Regions from separate parts of the Rattus norvegicus genome. Here region 2 is linked to region 1. The links are chromatin contacts, called in public Hi-C maps. All regions are on one chromosome and are shown on one strand. Each heading gives the region's core, a stretch centred on a gene start, on an enhancer-like site or on the middle of the called end of the contact. The rest is flanking DNA. Distances are from core to core; before and after follow the strand shown. Region 1 holds the start of Niban1 (niban apoptosis regulator 1). Region 2 overlaps Niban1 (niban apoptosis regulator 1).

What was found. Hi-C and Micro-C count contacts between places; a contact is called where the count stands out from the background.
Region 2: a contact with region 1 is called in a Hi-C map of psoas muscle, with 2.4 times the contacts expected there. The contact joins the enhancer-like site here to the promoter of Niban1 in region 1. A contact is called at or near these places in 2 of 12 Hi-C or Micro-C datasets (Schwann cells and psoas muscle).

What each region holds. Positions count from the first base shown.
Region 1 is chr13:66,221,346-66,226,058 of GRCr8, forward strand. It overlaps Niban1 (niban apoptosis regulator 1), which reads left to right and starts at 2,874. Exons shown (of 14, transcript NM_022242.2): 1 at 2,874-2,959. The coding sequence starts at 2,905.
Region 2 is chr13:66,309,951-66,314,663 of GRCr8, forward strand. All of the region lies in intron 5 of Niban1 (niban apoptosis regulator 1), which reads left to right. Among named protein-coding and RNA genes, the nearest start is that of Niban1, 88 kb to the left of the region's middle. Within about 2 kb of position 1,956, at least 7 of the 93 cell types and tissues checked have an H3K27ac peak or open chromatin away from gene starts, as enhancers often do.

The DNA.
Region 1 (4,713 bases), core at 1,624-4,123:
GGTGAAGGGAACTTAGGTCATTGGAAGTGTGTTCTTGAAGATTTACTAGGATTTCTTCCTGCCCCTCCCCCCTTTGATTCCCAGGTGCTGCGAGGTGACCAGAAACCGTCTATCTACATGGTCCTGTCATGATGTTGAGCAAGGTGCCAGGGCATGTATAGCAGCACTAAAGAAGCAGGACAGGAGGATTATAGGTTCCAGGCCAGTCTGCGTTACATAGCAAAGCCTTGTCTCACCAAGGCGTGGGGTGGAAAAACCCAAATAAATAAATAAATAAATAAATAAATAAATAAATAAATAATAAAAATGAAAAACAAGGGTTGGGGATTTAGCTCAGTGGTAGAACGCTTGCCTAGGAAGCGCAAGGCCCTGGGTTCGGTCCCCAGCTCCGAAAAAAAAGAACTAAAAAAAAAAAAAATGAAAAACAAAACCACGTCATAATAGATTGTGCAGACACAGGCTGGAAGGTAGTGTGCCCACAAGGTCTTGTCTGAGCCTCTGAACTGTGGGCCAAAGAATCACTAATTCTTGTAAGCCGATTAACCTCAGTATTTTTTTACAGTGAGGAAAGTCAGCTAGCCCAAGATGGGAGGGAGTTAGGCAACCTGGCCAGGTCACGTGACAGCCAGCGATTCGGGTCACGTGACAGCCAGTGGTTTAAAGCTGATAATAAACGTGTTAATCCTACTCCATACAAATCTTTCCACCTGTGACTGCCCAAAAGAGAGACGAGGGATAAATCAGACTAGACACATTTCTAAACTCCAACTATACTAGCGATGACAAACTAAAACTACTTTTGGCAGGATATCCCGATCCGTTTTCCTCAACAGCAAGAAGAGAATTCTGAGGTGCAACTACATCACTTTATGTAATGAAAGGAATTAGTACCGTTCAGAAAAAATATCCTGCAAGAGCCAGCCAGAAGATTTTAAAGTGATTTTATTTTATGTGCATCGGTGTTTTGCCAGAATGTCTGTCTACAATGTGCATGCAGTGCCACAGCAGGCCGGGAGAGGGAGATGGATCCGCTGACCCTGGAGTTACAAATGGTTGTGAGCTATCATGTGGGGACTGAGAATCAAACCTGGGCCATCTGGAAGAGTAACCCGTGCTCTGAACTGCTTACATCTCGCCAGCCCCAGCAGCTATAATACTGACGAGGAGTCTGACACTGGGCAGTATAAACCACTGAGTGGTTACCCAGAAGCACTCTGTATTCACTGAGACCTCGGTTTTTACTGAGTGCAGCCCTTAAACTTAAACTTTTTTGTTCGGTTTGTTTGTATATTTGTTGTTGTTTTGAGACACTGTTTCTCTGTATAGTCCTGGCTGTCCTGGAACCCATTCTGTAGTAGACCAGGCTGGCCTTGAACTCAGAGATCTGCCGGCCTCTGCCTCCTGAGTCCTGGGAGTAAATGGCTGGGTGGCTGGTGTTTAGGAAGGATTTGAAAGAAGTCTCTTTGAGATGTTAGCTTTCCTTTTTTTCTTCCATTCTTCCTTCCTTTCCTTTCTTTTCTTTTTTCTTTTTTTCTTTTTGATTCGGGTTTCATGTAGCCCAAGGTGGCCTCCCACTCCTCCTGCATTCACCCCCCAGAGTGCTGGAATTGCACTGACACACCTTGCTTGTGAGGTGTGGAGAAACAAACCCAGAGCTTCCGGACTGCTATGCCAGTACTCTGTTCACAAGCACAGAGATGTTAGCCTGTAAGAGTTGAGTGGACGAGGCAGCCAGAGAGTAAAAGTGAGCAAGTGGGTAAGTGGTTCTCCTTGGCGCAGGGGAGTGAGTGTCACTGGGACTGGAACCTAGAGAGCAGGGACAGGAACTCTGGTAATTGAGAGGGGGAAGTCCTCCATCCCTGAGGCTTTTTCTTTGAAGCCTGGAGACTGATTAGGCTGTTGCAAGGCTCAATGTGAGAAATGAGAAGAATGTAAGAATTTGATGGACATTGAGAGGATTTTATTGATGAACTGGTATGCAGAGTGTGAGAGACTCAATGTGTAAGCTATGAGAAGTATTTCTGTGGAAGTTCTGGTGACTTATCTTTAGAGGAAGGTGGGGAGAAGCCCTAAAGTCCTCTAAAGAGGACTTAAAAGCCTGGCTAAGTTGATAGGAATTGTTAAAATCTTGGCCACTATACAGAAAGAAATCGGGGTGAGCCCTCTGCCCAGGCTGTTGGTGCCTGGGGTTGCCAAGCTGAAGAGACAGTGTCCTTGCCTATTAGAAACCGTGTGGTAGGACGACTGGAACCTCAAGGTGTCAGGACAGACTTCCTGGAGTCTTAGGCAGGTTCAGACCTTAGAGTGTATCTTGGTGCTTTCTCTAGCTTCTCTATTTCTCTTCTCTGCTTCACCTTCACTTCCCTTCTCCCAAATCAAACTTCTTGGTTATAAGAAGGTTTGACTCTCCATGGTTCCTACACTTCCCTGCAAGGGAATTCCGGGGGATGGCAGTAGGGGTGGGGGTGATCTGTAGACAGGTGCTGGCAAACAGGAAGAGAAATGGGATCCTGACCTCCAGCTGGTGGGACTGTACCGGTCCAGCTGGGGGAAGTTTACAGCCACCTGGAAGAGAATCCTCCACCATGTGTCTGGGCTGTCCTGAAACTGGTGAAAAGTCAGCCTCGAGGAGGAGGAGGAAAGCCCTTTTACTCTGAGCTGTCCCTGGAGCTCCTAGGACAGCCCCCGTGGCTCAACGGCGCAGCGAGGGCGGGAAGACAGCCCCCGGGCCAGCCCACACATCTTCCGAGGGCGCGGGCTTGGAGGAGGCGCCCGGGCCGGCGACGCCTCTCAAGGAAGTTGGCCCTTTAATTACAGAGCCAGTTCCCTGTCACATCCACCTTCAGCTGCAAGCAGCAGGCGCAGTTGGTGTCAGTCCTCTGCCTCCGGTGCAGCACCGCGGCCATGGGCGGCTCAGCCTCCAGCCAACTGGATGAGGGCAAGTGCGCCTATATCCGAGGTACGGCGGCCAGGGTGGCAGGGTGGCGTAGAGCCAGGGCTAGCTTGATCACCTGCACACCGGTTTTCTGAGGGAGCACTGGCTAGCTGGTGCTACTGTTGGGCTCCTAGACGTGCGCTCGCCTCCGGGAGGGAAACCGGTGTCCTGTTTCAAGCGCGGCGGGGGGACAGGATGATGCTGGACCCGTCAGGAGGCACTGAGAGGCAGGTATTCTCAGGGTGGCAGGAGAGGACATTGTCAATTCCCCCACACCTCTTACCCTGTATCCCTCTAGCCTCAGGATCAGTTCTTTCGCTTCTGGGGAGATTTCTTGCTTGCTTGTTCTTGGCTCTGAGTAATTTCTAAAGGTGACCCTCAGAGGTTACTGGGGATATCCCCTCGAGTTTTGAGATTTCCTTAGTGGTAGTGGTGGGGAGTTCCTGGGCTATCAGAATTTCCCTCCGGGTCATATTGGCCTAGTTTTGTAAAGTGCAGTGCAGGCCACACCTTCTCCCGAACTTCACACCAATTGCAGGGCGATTTCATCAGAAGCAGAAAGGACGAAATCTTTATCTTTTCAGGTGGGATGGTTCCCTTCCTTCCCCACAGAGGGAGGAAAATGAAAGGGGAAGCTTGGCGTGTTTTGCAACAGTTGTTAAAATTATAGATGGGGAGAAACGTCTTCTTAGGAGATCTTGGCATACAGAATGGTTCAGTAAAGAGAAGCAGGCAGAAGAAACCAAAACTCTGCGGCACAGAAACTGCAGGAAGTCGTGACTCCTTATCTTTGGTTGTATTTGGCTCTTACCCCACCCACCCCAATCTTGCCCTCAGCCACAGACATTCCGCTAGTTGTGAATTTAGTGTCCCACTCCTGGTTTCCCAAGTACTTTTATCTTTCTTTCTTTCTTTTTTTCTTTTTTTCCGGAGTTGGGGACCAAACTCAGGGCCTTGCACTTGCTAGGTAAGCGGTCTACCACTGAGCTAAATCCCCAACCCCCCAAGTACTTTTAAAAGTATGTATTAAAGGAGGTCTACTGATTTCTTTGAGTTAATTTTGTATCAGTCACTTTGCAAAAATTATCAGCTGTAGGGGTTCTCTGGAAGAATTTTGGGAGTCACTTATTTATTTATACTATCATATCATCCGAATATATCGATACTTTGACGTCTTCCTTTCCGATTTGTATCCACTTGACCTCCTTATTGCTCTGGCTAGAGCTTGAAGTACTATAAAGAATAAATAGGGAGACAGTGGGCAGCCCACACATTGTTATGCTTGCAAACTGGAGTTTGGCATGGTTGTCCTCTTAGAGGCTCCACCCAGCATCTGACTGAGGCAGATGCAGATACCCACAGCCAAACAGTGAATGGAACTTGAGAACTCTTATGGAAGAATAGGAGGAAGGATTGAGGCCATGAAGGGGATAGGAACTCCACAGGAAGACCAACAGACTAACCTGGACCCTTAGGGTTCTCCAAGACTGAACCACCAGCCAAAGAGCATACACAGTCTGGACCTAGGCCTCTCTGCACATAGCTAGCAGATGTGTAATTTGGTTTCCATGTGGGTCCCGAACAACTGAAGGAGGACTATTCCGAAAACTATCCAGGGAATAAGTTCTTCTAGCTGGGCTGCCTTGTCTGGCTTCAGTGGGAGAGGATGTGCCTAGCCTCGAAGAGACTTTATGTGCCAGGGTTGGGGATACCCAGGGGGGCCTCCACCTGCTCAGAGGAGAAGGGGGAGGGGGTTGTGGGAAAGAATTACAGGAGGG
Region 2 (4,713 bases), core at 706-3,205, 88 kb after region 1:
ACTTAATGTCTACGCACAGTCTAGAGATACCTACAGGGCAAGTTTATTGCTCGAGAGACTGTCTGGTCTGGGCACCAATCAATTCTAACTGAAAATACAGAGTGAGTTTTATTAGGTAATCAATGAGGACATACTTGTGAATTTGTGTCAGCCATGTTTATAAACAAACAGATCCAGGAGTTAGAAAATTCTAACTTATGCCTAATCATTTTTGGTCAGTGTACTTCAAATAAACAATATTGGGAGAAACCAAATTAGAAAACAATCAAACAAAACTTTTGGTGGGGGGTGTTGACACAGGGTGTCTCTGTGTAGCCCTGACTATCCTGGAACTTATTACATAGATCAGGCTGGCCTTGAACCTACAGAGATCCACTTTCCTCTGCCAGCCAAGTGCTAGGATTCAAGATGTGTGCCCACCACTTCCTGGCTTTCCCCCCCCCCTTAATTTTATGTGCATTGGTGTTTTGCCTGCATGTATGTCTGTGTGAGGGTGTCAGATCTTGGTTACAGTTATAAACTGCCATGTGGGTGCTGGGATTTGAACCTGGATCCTCTGGAAGATCAATCAGTGTTCTTAACTACTGAGCCATCTCTCCAGCCAAAACACAATTTTTACAAATAGCACTTTGAATGCTTTGACTTGCAATCACACAGCTGTGAACCTCCAAAACACAGACACAGACACAGACACAGACACACACATACACACACACACACACACACACACACACACACACACACACAGACACACACGCACCCATTACAAGCAGGGCACAAAGTGTTTGGTAACTACTCTTTCCTAAAAATAGGATGTCAGTGTCTTGGCTTAGGAGAGGTGCTCTTAAAGAAAAATCCCTCAAACTTGCTCTCTCTGCACAGACCCCCTCTCTCTGAGTTTTGCTTGTGTGTGTTGTATGGCGTGGTTAATAATCTATAATAGCAAATACTTCCCTTTATCCCCCTGTGAGTGACTCAGTCTGGAACAGTCACAAAGGTCCTCAGAGACTTGGAGTGTGTGGGTTTCTTGGTTAGTGGTGTTATTTGATCTGACCTTGCTATTCTGTCCACTGGTTAAATATGACCAGATCACTTAGCTTACATAGACCTGGAATATAAAGTGTTTGATAAGTGTAGATTGCATGCTGGTTAAATGTTATAGAGTTAGGATGTAACTGTACCCGATTTTATACAATTTAAATGTAAATGTCTTACTGTGCGCATCTCTGGAACACCGTGGATATCATTGATCTCAGACATGCCTTCATAAAGCTTCTGCTTTTGGTTCTAATTAAATTCATGTTCTCAAAGCAGCATGAGAGCTGGAAGGGGAAGGGAGGTCTCCCCCAGAAGCTAGAATACTCGAACTGTGCTGCTTGGGCATTCGAGGTCATTTCCCCAGCACAGGCTTGGGTTTCTTGGCCTCTGAAGCCTTGGTGCCTAAAGCCACTTTGCCAGGGAATTACATTTGAATACTTCTTGTCAAACAGTATCATTCCTGGGGCAGCAGCCACTCTTTCCCACTTCTGCTGAGCTAAAGAGTTATCTTGGCATGAAGGTCTAAAACAATGTCATTATAATAGTTAAGGCTTACCAATCAGACCAATAACACAAACAATTAACCAAGCAACGAATTGAAAGAGTTCATTTAAAGTCTTACACCATTAAGATTGGGTATATTCCAAAAATCAATGGATTTATTTTTTTATATTATTATTGCCTGTAGGAAAGTTTGAATAGTTTTCTATTTTTTTTTTTTTTAAACTTGTAGTTAGGACATGTTAAGACTGAAACTCACTCAGAGTGAGAGATTGTGTGGCGGCTGCCTCGTGTGGCAGTGTGGTGAGCATTATGAACGGATTCTATTTGGCATATGTTTCTTTTAGAAATCAGCGCTTAGGAGAACTTGGAGGAAGTCCTGGTACACTGTGGAATGCTGAGCTGTACATTCCTCGTCCCGTGCTGTGAATAGATTTGGAGGGTGAGGGAGGAAGAGCCCTGACCAGGAGCTGTGACTCCTCCTAGTAGTTGTTTAGAGGCTTTTATGTTAAATGTTGAGTATATGAAACAATGCGGTGACCTATTCAGCAGGTGTTAGGAGCATTGCGTTAACGCTGATGCCTCTAGCTGTCTTTTCTCCGTCCTTCCTCCCACCACAGGCCACCCTGGGTGGTTTAGTGCTGTTTTTCTCCATAGTAGCCTAATCTCATTTAGCGTGCTTTAAACCTTATCCACACAGCATCTGACCACGTCTTCTCCCATGATCTCTTTATTAATGTTCTGCGCTTGCATGATTGCTTGTACCAGCCACTGACGTTCTGTGCTAAAGCTAGTCCACTGTACTAATATGCTGTAATTTCTAAGACTCAGTTAGCTGTTGACAGGGACCTGGGGTGTTCCCATGTGTTTTTCAGAAAGCCACTGTGAGGACTTTCCAATAGTTCTTGTTTATAGGAGTTTGATTTTTATTTCGCTTATTGATATCTTAAGGAATTTTCCTCTCATCTATGTTCGTGAGGGTATTTGGTATGTAAGCTTCCAGTTGGTTAATGAGATTCTAAGGTCTGACTCTTAAGGTCATTTATGCTTTTACAAAATGGACCGGAGGGCTGGGCATGCGTATAACTTAGTCGTCGAGCATGAGGCCCTGGGTTAGATCCTGAACTAACCGTGCTCCCTAAAGAAAGTTAGAAAACATTCTTGCTCCTCTTGCCTCATTTTTTTTTTTTACAATAAAAAGTAGTTTAGGTAAGACTGGAATTGTTCACATTTAGTATCTGGTAAACCTTTTACATGAATGTATGTTAGCTTAACTCTCTTCTTAAAAAATAATAACTTATATTTCTTTGACAAGTTCATAGACGCATGTTCTGTATCTTGATAATATCTACCCTCGTCTCATCCTTCACCTTCTCCCAGGGTCCCCCCTATCCATTCCCCTCCCCAACTTCATGTCCTTATTTATTTTAATCCACTGAGTCCAATTAGTGTTGCCCATGTGGGCACAGTGTGACCTCACCCACTGCAGACTGTGCCATCTATCAGGTGTCGTCCCCACCCAACTCCAGAAAAGTAACTGCCCCTTCAGCAAACCATCAGCTAGCTGCTCACAGCTCCTCAGCCAGGGCTGGGGCCTTGGTGTAGTCCCTCTCAGGGCTCTTTCTGAGGAAAGATTTTAAGCCAGTGACTTACATTTATAAATTGTTTAGGACTACCGCACGGTTCTATTTCTTTTCACTACATATGGAATTCTGGAGCGGCTGTTGTCTTTCGGTCGTCACGGCGAAGACTGTCCTCTGCCGTCATCTAGCGTTCCTCAGTGAGGCAGAAGAAAACATTTGCTGTCAGTTTAATTGCTCTTTTGGGAATAATTTTATTTCAAAAACATTTTCTCAGCTGAGTGTGGAGGCTCACGCCCCAGCCCATGTGAATGTAGAGGCAGGAGGATCAAGAGTTCAAGGCCAGTCTCTGTTACATAGCAAGTCTAGGCCAGCCTGCTTCACTAAGAAAAACAAAGGTCTCTCTTTGTCTTTGGTATCCTGGGGTCTTGTAAGAATGTATCTTAGCTGAGAGTTTTCTTAGGTGCTGATAACACTTTCTAATCACTCCAAGGTCCTTTTTGGGTTTCTGTATTAGTTTGCCAGGGTTACTGTAGCTGGGTGACCTCTGCTCTGGAAAGTTGTATCTAGTTTTAGAAGCGACTAAATCCTGGTGCACCTCCCTTTCACTCTGTGAGAGGGGCCCATTCCAGGCTTTTCTCCTTGGCTCTCGGAAGCTTCCCTGAGACCTGCCTTTGTCTTCAATGTAGCATTTCCCTTGTGCCAGTGTTTGTGTTTACATCCACAACTGTGTCAGTGTCTGAATGTCCCCCTCCTTCACCTCTGACCCCTACATTTATTTACACACCTATTTATTTACTTGTGTATGGAGCGTGTGGAAGTTAGAAGACGGCAAGTAGCTGGTGCTCTCCTTCCACGTGGGTCCTGGGCACGGGACTTGGGTGTTTGGCAAGTACCTTTACCAAGGGAATCATCTTGCTGATCCCTTTAAAAACACCAGTCACACCAGATAGAGCGGGGCGGGGCTAGCCTGTTTCAGAATGACCTCAGTTTACCTAAGTCGGTCTGCAAGGACTTCCTTTCCAGATAAAGTCACTTTCTGGCCTATCGTGCAGTAAGTGGGAAAGCATTTTGTTGACGCCTCAAGGCAGGATGACGCAGGTGCTGCTGTTAATTGCGTCCTTCTCAGTGTGCACATGAGGTCTCTGATGTAGCAGTTCCGACAGCTGGTTCAATACAATTTTAAACCCAGGCTGTGTGACGTCAAAGCTCGTGCTCCTGTGAATTGAAGTTTCCAGAGAAAAGCCACACTAAAGTTTCCCAAGACTGATTAAAATCTTGCAGAGAATTGGAACGTTGCAGGATCAGGGCCACATAATCTTGAGATATCTTTAGACTCCTTCGTGACCGTTTGTTATCCACCTTTGAGTCTAGGTTAACCCCCTTGTGACTGCCATGAGGAACTTTGGGAATGTACTAGAACAGACACTGGCTTCCTCCATCCACAAACTGATAATGTTGTGGTATGGGATCAGAAACCTATTATAGAAGCCTCTCCCATTTTGCTTTAGCCCCCCCGATCTGACATTTGGCTACCGGTACATCTAAAGAGTCACTGAGGGTTGGGGATTTAGCTCAGTGGTAGAGCGCTTGC